Linked DNA regions of Mus musculus: all the other regions are linked to region 1. Evidence: chromatin contacts called from public Hi-C and HiChIP or PLAC-seq data. All regions are on one chromosome and are shown on one strand. The core of a region is the stretch at or near the end of the contact, and the rest is flanking DNA. Distances in the headings are between cores, read along the strand shown.

Region 1 (3,491 bases), core at 596-3,095:
ATTTTGAGTCTTCAACATCACTATCCACTCAGCATTTATGCACAATGGCCCTTGGCGACTTGGTAATTTACTTTCTACAGAGTAACTCCTTGTGCAAATGGCTTCAAGTGTGCTGGGAGATGACCACTAAACTGAAATACAGTGTTTCTCAGTGGCAATACAATGTTTTTCATCAAGAGTCACGGGATCTGTTTCCCTCTCAAGGATAGAGTTTGGGCATGAGGTTATCTTTTGTGGGAATAGTTCCTTGGTTCTTCTGTTTGTTCTGTGGTTAGTCAAAAGCTATCAACATGCTGAGACTGCGCTTCTTGTCTTCACATTAAGAGTATGCATTCCTCATGAGTCCACAGGCAATGGTAACCCTGTTTCGGATCTAGCTTTGTGGCTGGCCATAACTGCAGTCTTCCTTGCTCCTATTGGCAAACAGGGCTGCTCTTACCTGCTTACTCTCTCACTCACCTCATCCCTAATTCCACGGTAACAGTTGGTAAATGCTTGGTTTTCATTCCCAGTGGACATATCTGAGGGCAATGTGCCACACCAAAGGAATAGGAAAAGCAAAGCAAAGTGAGGCATGTCGTGCCTGACGGGGGTTAGATGAATTCTAAAGTGTTGTTTGGATATGACCCATCAAGAACAAGTTGCAAACCACGGAGAGGGTTTTAGGTTTCAATGAGATGGTAAAAGCCATTAAAGCATTGAGAGCAAAGCAGCATCAAATCCTGCTCTTGGGCAGAATTAGGCTGTAAGGAAGTAAAAGATAATAGAAGCCAGCTAGGCTATTGTGATTGCCTAAGCAAGAGTGGGTGGACCTTAACCCCTCTTGTATTCCAGATTTATATTACCATTTACCTTCTCACCTATGTCCTATAACTCCTTAAGGGCTGGAAGTCCATATAAGCTACTTATAAATTATGCATATGACCCTACACATAGGCACATTCAACAGGTGTTTGATAAATAATGTTCCTTCTTGGCTGACAGTTGTTTTACTGCTACTATTTGCTATTGTTGAGCCATAGAATGACATCTCTAAATGTCTAAATGGGCTTTGTTATTCTCTTTAGGATTTTTTCTTTCCTCCCCTTTTTTTAAAGTTTCAACTTTCATACAAAACTGGCTTAGCAAGGCTGGTATTTTTAAAATGTCTAGCTGGACCTTTTCCCTCACCACTTCAGAGATTCTCTCCTAAGGCATAAATGCTTCCCAATGCCTAATTCTTGTGAAATTTTAAAACTTACACACATCTGACCGGATTGTAACGTTTCTGTTGACACTATTCACCCCTTTTCAAAGCAGACTCTTGAATACTATTCCGGTTAAGGTAATCGTAATAATCCTTATCGCCAAGCCCATCTTGGCATTTTCTTCATTGTATCTCAGTAACTGTAAGTGTAGCTCTCAATGTGGAATAATTTATGATATTTGGCGATCAAATATCAGAGATTTTATAACATTTGTCAGACTCCAAGCCAGGGATTTACATTTCAAGCAGTGAGTGGCATGTCAACACAATCCTGGTTCATTTCTGGCCAATTACAAACCATCATCACTGTAAGGGCATGTGACGCAGGCTTCCTGTTTCTTCAGTCCACCTTGGCCAGAAGGGTAGGAGTGAGTCCGGAGAACTGGGACAGGAAAGTAGTTGAGAAGCAACTTCATCCCTTTGAATCAAAAGGTGGAGGCTGGGGAAAGGGAACCTCAGGCTGCTGAGATCCGGCTCGAGCACTCTAAACCTTGGCATCCTTCACACGCCCCGGCTCACGATCGCGGATGTGAAGTCAACTGGGTCGCAGAAGCCACGAGATGGACAGGACCCTTGCTCAGAGCACGCAGGAGCAGGGTGGAGAGGTAGAAACAGCCGAGGGGGTGGGGAGGGCGAAGGGGCGGAGCCGCGCGCCGGCGCACGCGCACAGAGACGCCTAGGCGGAAGTGGCGCGCAGGGTCCGGCGTGTGAAGACCTTCCGGGGAGGTGGCGGCCGAGGCGGCCGTCGCGGGAGCAGACCCGGAGGCGGAGACGGAGACCGAGGAGGTGACAGCGGCGGAGCTGGGAGGTGGGGGTCTTGCTGCGCGGCCAGGCGTCGTCAGGCAGAACTCGGGTGGGCTCCCACACCGTGTCAACAGAGAAGGTGGACGCCGCCGCCGTCGGGGTGGTCGGGGCGCGCGCTTCCGGGAAGAGCATCGTTCCCTGTTGGCCTGAGAACCCCCGGGCCGGACCCCTCCTCTACCCTGCTCTCTGTGCTCAGAGACTTGGTCTCTCGGATTCCCTTGGCTGTTTTTGCAGTTCAGAGTCATTTCCGGGTCTGTGTCCGCTCTCTCCGTTACCTGGTGACTGTTTGCCTTGCAGCGAGTTGACTGTTCTTGCAGGGCTGCTAAGTTTATGTCGCTGAAATCCCTGTACGTTCTTTCGGGCTTTACAGCTGAATTCTCTTCTCCTTTCTTTCTTCCTACCTTGTCTGTCTATCTTTCCGTGTCTTCCTTCTTTCCTCCTTCCTTTTCTCTTCTTTGGGAAAAACACTGAAAGATTTTGTTAGTTTACTATCATGAGTTGTTTGTTTTGAGTTTTTTTGTTTGGTTGGTTTTTTGTGTTTGAATGAATTACATCTGCGTTACTTCTACAGTAGATTATCAGAATCCCGAATTTTAGTTAAACATTTCTGTTACAAGTGAGTTGAGATAGTTTGAGACTTGGAGGGGAAAGACACTGACAACGTTTGAAAAATATTTTAGATAGCATTACTTCTGCTTAAAGTCTACTTTAAATCCTATTGTTAGCCCTTGAGGGGAATAGAGTTTCGGAAATCACCAGTCTCTCACCCTTTTGTGTGATAAGGTATGGGAGAAATCACAATCTTGTTTTTCTGCTCTTTGATCTTATCCCACACCTGGAACCCAGTTGTGAAGACATGATTGTTACTAGAGCGTTGCAGGTTTCTGGCGAAGCTGGGACTTTTCCAGGCTGTGCACATGATAAGTTTTCCTCCCATTCCAGCTTTGTAATAGAAAGCGTACCTCCTTCACATTAAAAAAAAAAAAAAAAAAAAGACTAGGTTAAGAGATAAGGTGAGGCCAGCAAGCTGACAGGTAAGAGCACCTGAGGCCAAGCCTGTGGCCAAGCCCAGAACCAATAAGGTGAAATGACAGAGAACCAGTTCCCAGGAGTTGTCTTCTGACCCTTGCTTGCCATCTGTGGCATAGACACACAGACTTGTATAAAGAAATAAGCTTTTATTTCAGTGTGTCATTGTAAGGCAACATCACCTGTTTCCGATTGTGTGTGTGCACACACAGTATGTGTTTACTTACTCTAAGCACTTCTTTGACCTCCATTTTAGCCGTTATGTCTCCCTGCAATGTGCCAAGTGTCTGTTGCGCTTTAAGAAGAGACCCAAGGCAGCAATCCACTTCCACAACTTCTTTCTGTTCTAGTTTCAGAGGGTATTATGAGTCTCTAAAGCAAAGCAAGATGTTGGCTATTTGATTTGAAAACT
Region 2 (3,491 bases), core at 404-2,903, 2.6 Mb before region 1:
TTCAGTGAGCCAAGCTGGTCATTAATACAGGCAATATATATCACTAAGTTTTTAATCATTGTACTTTAATAAACAATTCATGCTTTATAAATGTGAATCTGTGGGCAAATACGAACAAGGTCATAAGTAAAATAAAGGGATCTATCTTGAGATGATCTTTATGTAAATTTAACTTTTCAGAACTATAAAAATGCAACTAAGAAGACGCCTCTGCTGGCTCCAGGGTCTCCTTTACTGGTGTGGTTTTCATAAGTAAGGAATTAAGCAACCTGAAAATTTATCTGGGTGGTACGCAATGCCGTTATATTTTTCTCCTTGAACATATGAACCCTGTATCATGCCAGATTTTGCCTATAAGTATACTACATACTATTAATTTGCTATCACACAGATTTTGAAATAGTAACGTTCAATTGGAGTTAAGACATTTTAAAGAACTGAGTTTTTGTTTGGGGTTTTGGTTGTGGTTTCACAAAAGCAGCTACTCCGGAGTCAAACTGTTGACCCTACTGCTTTCCAGTCAATATTACTCTTTAGACGCTATTTTTAAAACTCGGAACTCAAAAGAGTTTAAGCACTTCCACACTGAGAAAACCAGAAGTTTCTTCACAAGCAAACCTGCATATGAAATCATATTATGTGTACTAATGCTTACTCTGACAACCTGATGCTATAACGTAGCTAAACCCCATTCCCAATCACATTGATTAATGAAGGGAAATACACAGAATTCTCCAATTTCACAAATACAGCAACTTGAAGCCAGGAGACAGCCAGACAAAAGGAAATAGCAGAGAAGACAACTGTTTCGACTGCTCTAGACCTTGGTCCAGCCCCTGACCCCGCTATTATCTACTTAGTCATATCTCTCTCTCTCTCTCAACAAATAAAGGAACGAACGGTCGGTCCACCGTGATCACGGTGAGCAGGCAATAGGAGTACTGCAATTGGTTTGACATCTGTCAGCAAGAAAAAGGGCTAAACCAGGAAAGAAAGACTAAAAAAGATCGAAACTGCAAGAAGCGGTGTATGTGCGTGCGCGCGCGCACGGGGAAAGGCGGGGGGGGGGGGGGGGGTTAATGACAGAAACATGAACTGTGATCCAGTCGGGGCACTGGCGCGACTCGCGCGTGCTCCAGCGGCCCGCACCGGGCCGGGTTTGCGGACGCCCCGAACACCCGTGGAGTGGGTCCCCCACCGCTCCCTCCGCCCGGCGCATTACCCGTGAGGTTCCTCAGCACCGTGCCATGGGCCCAGAGGCTCAGGACCTGCTGCACCGACAGGTTGATCATCGAGTGGTCGGCGCCCTCCGCCCTCATCGTCCCCGCGGGGCGGCAGCGGGGCGCTCCGGGGGGCGCCGCTCGGCGGGTGTCGCAGGCAGCGTCCTCCCCGCCGGGGAGACATCGAGGAGCGCTGGCGGGCGAGGCCTGGGGCCGCGGGAGGGACCGCCGCTCCCGCTCAGGGCCCGCGTCGCGCCGCGGGGGCCCGCCACGCCACGAGGCCCGGGTCACGCCGTGAGGCCCGCGCGGAGCGGCAGCCGGCAGGGGCAGGCCGCGAGACGAGGCTCATCGCGGGGACGCGCGACGAGGCAGCGGCGCCCGGCCGCGGCACCTGCCGCCCGCCTGCCGCTCGGCCTTTGGGTAGCCAACACTCGAGGAGCCGCCCCCTCCGCCCGCGACCGCCCCGGGGCGCGCGCATGCGCGTGTCCGCTCCTCGGCCCCGCCTCCCCGGGGGTGAGCGGCTGCGCACGCGCACTGCCTCCCCCCCGCTCCTCGCGCGCGCGCGCGCGCCGCCCTAGGCACCCGGGAGCTCAGGCTGTCGTCGGCTCCCAGCGTCCGCCCGCAGTGGGGCGGAGGGAGCGCCACCTACGTCACTGGCGCCACCGCTGGGTCTCGCCGCTCATTGGCTGCTCCGAGGGAACAGACTCCAAGCCCCTCGCCCCCTCCTGACTGCGCGCCCCCGGAAACCTGAAACCGGTGAGCTGGGCGGGGATGAGAGAGCTGTGTATAGGTCCCGGGAGCTGCCAGGATTTTTGGAGCCTGCGCTTCGCTGCTCCAGATCCTTCCCTCTCCGTGAGGGCGTCTGCGAGCAACTTTTTGCAAAGGTGTAAATGCTCAAGATTTCATTTGTAGGGTTGTCTGAGAGTGCGTCCAGTGACCTGGATACGCCCCTCCCTTTGCTAAATCTACTAAAACAGAAATAGATCCTCTTTGTCATTTCAGCCAGTCTTCTGGCCGGCCAGCAGTAAAATACGAACTCCCCTTAGCTGCAGGATCTGAAACCACTTATTGACGCAGGGCCCCGTAGGTGTCCGAATGAATCCTCCTGGCCAAGGCTGGCTCTAGCGCTTCTTCCAGATAGGACTCTTTTCATCTAAAATTGTGAATCTCCCCAGCACTTAAACTAACTCAGCTTCGTCTCCCTGTCCTTCAAATCCAAGGTCAGCCTCAGAAGCATCTTAACTCCAGTTATGCTAGTTACAGTCTTCCTTGATGTTTGAAACCTTTTAACTTGAAATTAAAAAAAAAAAAATCGTGTTTGCATAAAAAACGTTAGTGCTCCTCACCCCATCCCCCTCGCCCAATTCCATCTTTTTCCAAATACTCTGCTGCTAAAGTTTACAGAAGGAAGTGAAGAAAGAATAGCTAAGCCAATCAAGTGTTTTTGCCCAGTAACTGAAGATTCGAATTGCCTAAATATTGTTGCTTTTGGTGAGCACCTTAAAAATGACAATAATGTATATGCAGGTTTATATTTATGCATGTTTTTGTTTTGCTCCCACAATATAGAAAAAAGTTTGGGCGTCATTAAGAGGAACCGTACTAAAACCTACTATGGTGTAGGGTTCAATGGCTGAATTAAATGTCAATTCAGGAGTATAGACTATCAGACATAAATGAGTTTAACATCAAATTCATTTTAGATAAAGAAGGGGCTTCATTTCTTTCTTTGTTGTTGTTGTTGTTGTTGTTGTTCTTCTTCTTCTTCTTCTTCTTCTTCTTCTTCTTCTTCTTCTTCTCCTATTTTTTTAAATTCTTCCTGGCAGCCATAGTATATGTCCTATCTTTCTAGTCTGAATTAAAGTTCAGAATGGGAAGTTAACCTCATGGTGCTGCGAAGGGATTTAACATTATTAGGTAACATGAGCACATTCACTGACAGATATAGCCAAGCCTCCGAAGGACATGTTAAACTCTCCTGTCGTCAGCTTACAAAATGAACCAGAAAACCTGCTTAACTAGCCAAAGAAGAGATGTTTGTAACAACCGCAGAAAATCACTCATGCTAATGGAGGGCTGTGGTTGCACCAACTACACAGAGGTCCCTTTTGTATCAGCAACACCCATCCTACTACTAGGCTGCCAGGAAAAACTGCTGCCCTAGGCAGAAGCAGTTGCAGGATCAGCTAGAGTCTATCAAGGGCTGTATAGCAAACAGTACAGGGCAAGCTGTTTGAAGCTCCCTTCCTAAGGCATCCATGGATTGTTCCA
Region 3 (3,491 bases), core at 253-2,752, 2.3 Mb before region 1:
CCCCGATTTTAAAAAGGATTCTTTAGATCTAGAACCACTAGAATTAGCCAAAAATGTTAGAGTTGGGACTAGCTCTGTATGTAGTTCAACATGTGCTGAGCATATGTGAAGCCTTCGGTTCAGTCAGCATTACTGACAAAATTTAAATACACATATAGGTGTCTAAATATGTAAGTGCATATCTTTCCAAATATAGCTACTGGACTGAGCATTAACTATGTAAGAATAAGCTTTACAGTATTTATAAAATTTTAACCCAATACTCCATCACTTCAAACCCATACTTGGTCTTCTAAATACCAGTGCTTACTGTCATTTATTTGAAATACTCTCCAAACTCTCACAATTGTTCAGTCTCCTGGCTGAGACCTGTGGTTATCAGCTATGTGCATAACGAATTAAGAGGGATGGAAAACACGCCATGAGAACAGTTTAACGTTCCTTCCCTCCTGGGAAGAGAAGTACACAGCAGCAGACCAAACAGCCCCAGGACAGCAGAACCAAGATAAGGTTCCCTGACCCTGGAAGTTTATTACCGCCAGTGGTGTTTTTTTTTTTTTTTTTTTTTTTTTTTTTTTTTTTTGGCTCTGCCCATTATCAAGTAGGCTGGGAATTTGGTTAAAGCCTGAACTTGGAAGTAAACAAACAGCTTCACGTGCGCTGGAAACCCAAAAGGTGATGAAATCTCTCACTAGGTTCAGAACATCCAAATAAAAAGATGAAACCGATCACTGCTCCTTCGAATACAGGCCACGGTGAAAGATCTGGGTAGGCTGTGGCATTATGGCAACCAAGGACAAACCTGCCGGGGAAGCAGAAACGTGCTTCTACCTCGAGTCAGGATGCCAGACCTGAAGGTTCGCTGAGCCTGAAGGTTCGTGATGCCCGGGCGACCTGCCCTGAGCAAGAGGCATGACTCCTCTAAACTCGGTCTTGGGAGCCCGGTGGCCACCGAGACCACCGAGGTGATCACCGTGGACACTTGTCCACGCGAGCTTTCCCGACCGCCCCCGGCGTTACCCCCCACTCACCGCACACCATCAGCAACAGGACGATCAGCAGCGTGGCCACGAACACCAGCAGGGTCAGCCCCACGTTGTGCCACATTTTGAGAGCTGGGGGGTGGGCGCGGGCTCAGCGGCGGGCGGCAGAGCGGCGGGGCGGCATGGACCGCGGGTGCCCGAGGGCAGCGCCCCCAGGGGGCGGAACTTGGCGGTGCGGGGGCGGGCCGCGACGGGACCGGCCCTCAGACCTGCCCCCGGCCGGGGCGACCGAGTCGCTGGTGGAGCGGGCCTTGGGACGCCACTACCGCCTCCTCATCGCTCCGGGGAGCCGGAGCCACGGCGAGCGGAGAGGCCGGCGACGGACGGACGCGCTGCCATGGCGGACGTCGAGGCGGGGAAAGAGTGATCTGGAGGTGGCGCGGCGAACGCCAGGCCCTGGCTGCAGCTCACTCGAGGTCCCCCTCCTCCCTCGGAGACGCCAGATGTCAACCACTCCCCGAGGCCGCTGCAGCTGCTCCTCCGCTCCCCGCCCCCTCCCCCGCGGTAGCTCATCACCAAGCACCCACTCCGCAGCGACTCAGCCGCTGCGCGAGGCCTGCTGGGTAATGTAGTGCAAAGATCGGCGAGAGCTCCAGGTCTCCGCCCAGCAACGAACTACCACTCCCAGGAGTCAACGCTGCTCCGGCTTCTCCTTGCTCTCCTTTCCCGTCCCCTGTGCCTTTGGTGTTCTTGAGCCGCCACCTCCAACTTAGAGACTGCTGATTCTTGTTCTCAAGACTGTGCGTCGGACTGTCTCCCTGCCGAGGTGCCAGTTACATTTCAGCCGTTAATTCAAATACAAAATTGGTTTTAGTGAGCAAAAGGGAAAAGAGGATGGCTGTTGCCTGAAAAACAGGTTGTACTTGAACCCAACCTATTGCTCCCGGCAAAGGTTAGTTACTTGTGAGGAAATAAGTCCCCTGACGTCAGAATCTGGAAAGCCTTCCCCCTCCCCCAGCAACAGATGTTGTGTTGTGTTTTCACAGATAGTACGCTTCAGAAGTAACTGGTGAGTGACTTAGAGACATCTGTGCTCTTAATTCACCTACCTGTTTAGCAAGTTTCGTTCTGTTGTCTCCTTTAATTCAAGCAACATCTGGCCAACAGCCAAAGGTTTTGCCACATTTGCTTGAACTAACTTCTGAAAAACAAGGTATTTATCTCAAGTCCTTTTTTTCTATTTGAAATTAAAACTCCCAGTTCTGCCACATCTGTTAACGCAAGAGGTGATCAGCCCTTTCCTCCCTGAGAAATCAAGGCTTTCGCCTTCCACTGCAACTCTGTGCTAGCCATTCCCAGATGCCCTACTGTGTAAACTGCTTTCCAGCTAAGACGCAGCATAAAAATACATCAAGGCATTACTGGCTTTGCGCAAGATTTAATATACAGTTCCTGTGGAGAGAGTTGAGCTCGATGCAATAAATTTAGAAATCAACTTATTCATTTTTAGCAGATGATCCAACTCACTTGCATAACGGAGCACGTTTGATTTACAATCTGGTTGAAAGGAATACATTTGAATAGATCTAGTTCAAAAGAAATCAGGAAGAATCCAGACCTTTTTACCTTCTCTTTCATTCACATACAACAAACACTTCTGTGTGCTCTGGACTTCTTTGAGGTGCCAAGGATAAAGCCATGGCAGGGGCTGGTGAGATGGCACTGACTGCCCTTTCCGAAGGTCCTGAGTTCAAATCCTAGCAACCACATGATGGCTCATGACCATCCGTAATGAGATCCGATGTCCTCTTCTGTCAGAAGACAGCTAGAGTGTACTTATGTATAATAATAAATAAATCTTTAAAAAAAAGTCATGGCAATACAGACAATAACATAAATAGGGGTGTGCAAGGATTGCAAATCCCCAATGAAAATAAGTAAAGCACTGTGGCGAACATGGGGGTGTTGAGATTGTAGTCATCGAGAAAGAACTTCCTGAGGAAGTAACATCTGATCTGAGTCCTGAGTGAAAAATCCAACCATGGAAAGACCTACAGGAAGAGCGTCTACATAGGAAGAGCGGTGTGTGCAGCCCCCAAGAGCCAGATAAACTTGACCTCCCTTCCAACCCCTCAAGTCTGATGTGCATTTGACTCACCAAAAGGAACTCAAACTACAAATGCCCATCTCTTATCCCCACAGAGTGAATGCCAGTCTTCAGGGCAAGGAGCAGGCAAAGTAGATTTTTGTAAAGCTCCCAAGTGGATTATAATGTATCCTCCAAAACTGTGGCTCGCAAAGAATAATCTCAGATGTGCAGGATGCTCTGGGCACGTGTCAGAACTACCCTGGAACTATTGAATCAAGGTTTGGATGAGAGCAGTCGTCTCTGGCTTGGTGAAAAGTGGGAAGATGTAGGACACATTAAATCATTAGGATTAGTGTGGATGGACGAGAGGTAAAGAGTGAAGGAAACAGAAATCTAAACTGACTTGAAAAGGCTGGATC

Evidence for each region. Hi-C and Micro-C count contacts between places; a contact is called where the count stands out from the background. HiChIP or PLAC-seq counts read pairs in DNA pulled down with a chosen protein or histone mark.
Region 2: a contact with region 1 is called in an H3K4me3 HiChIP or PLAC-seq map of pro-B cells, with 7 times the contacts expected there. The contact joins the promoter of Tmem170b here to the promoter of 5033403F01Rik in region 1. A contact is called at or near these places in 3 of 39 promoter capture datasets (embryonic stem cells, hippocampal neurons and liver) and 1 of 115 datasets of contacts at active chromatin or transcription factors (pro-B cells).
Region 3: a contact with region 1 is called in a Hi-C map of CD8 T cells, with 5 times the contacts expected there. The contact joins the promoter of Smim13 here to the promoter of 5033403F01Rik in region 1. A contact is called at or near these places in 2 of 39 promoter capture datasets (cranial neural crest and hippocampal neurons) and 1 of 484 Hi-C or Micro-C datasets (CD8 T cells).

What each region holds. Positions count from the first base shown.
Region 1 is chr13:38,958,973-38,962,463 of GRCm38.p6, reverse strand. It overlaps 5033403F01Rik (RIKEN cDNA 5033403F01 gene), which reads right to left and starts at 1,845. Exons shown (of 3, transcript NR_131019.1): 1 at 1,242-1,845. It overlaps Slc35b3 (solute carrier family 35, member B3), which reads left to right and starts at 1,927. Exons shown (of 10, transcript NM_134060.4): 1 at 1,927-2,032.
Region 2 is chr13:41,604,044-41,607,534 of GRCm38.p6, reverse strand. Tmem170b (transmembrane protein 170B) reads right to left here and starts at 1,653. Exons shown (of 3, transcript NM_001163572.2): 1 at 1,223-1,653. The coding sequence starts at 1,319. It overlaps Gm32184 (a long non-coding RNA gene), which reads left to right and starts at 1,459. Exons shown (of 3, transcript XR_382252.4): 1 at 1,459-1,976.
Region 3 is chr13:41,247,855-41,251,345 of GRCm38.p6, reverse strand. It overlaps Smim13 (small integral membrane protein 13), which reads right to left and starts at 1,502. Exons shown (of 2, transcript NM_001135577.2): 1 at 1,032-1,502. The coding sequence starts at 1,107.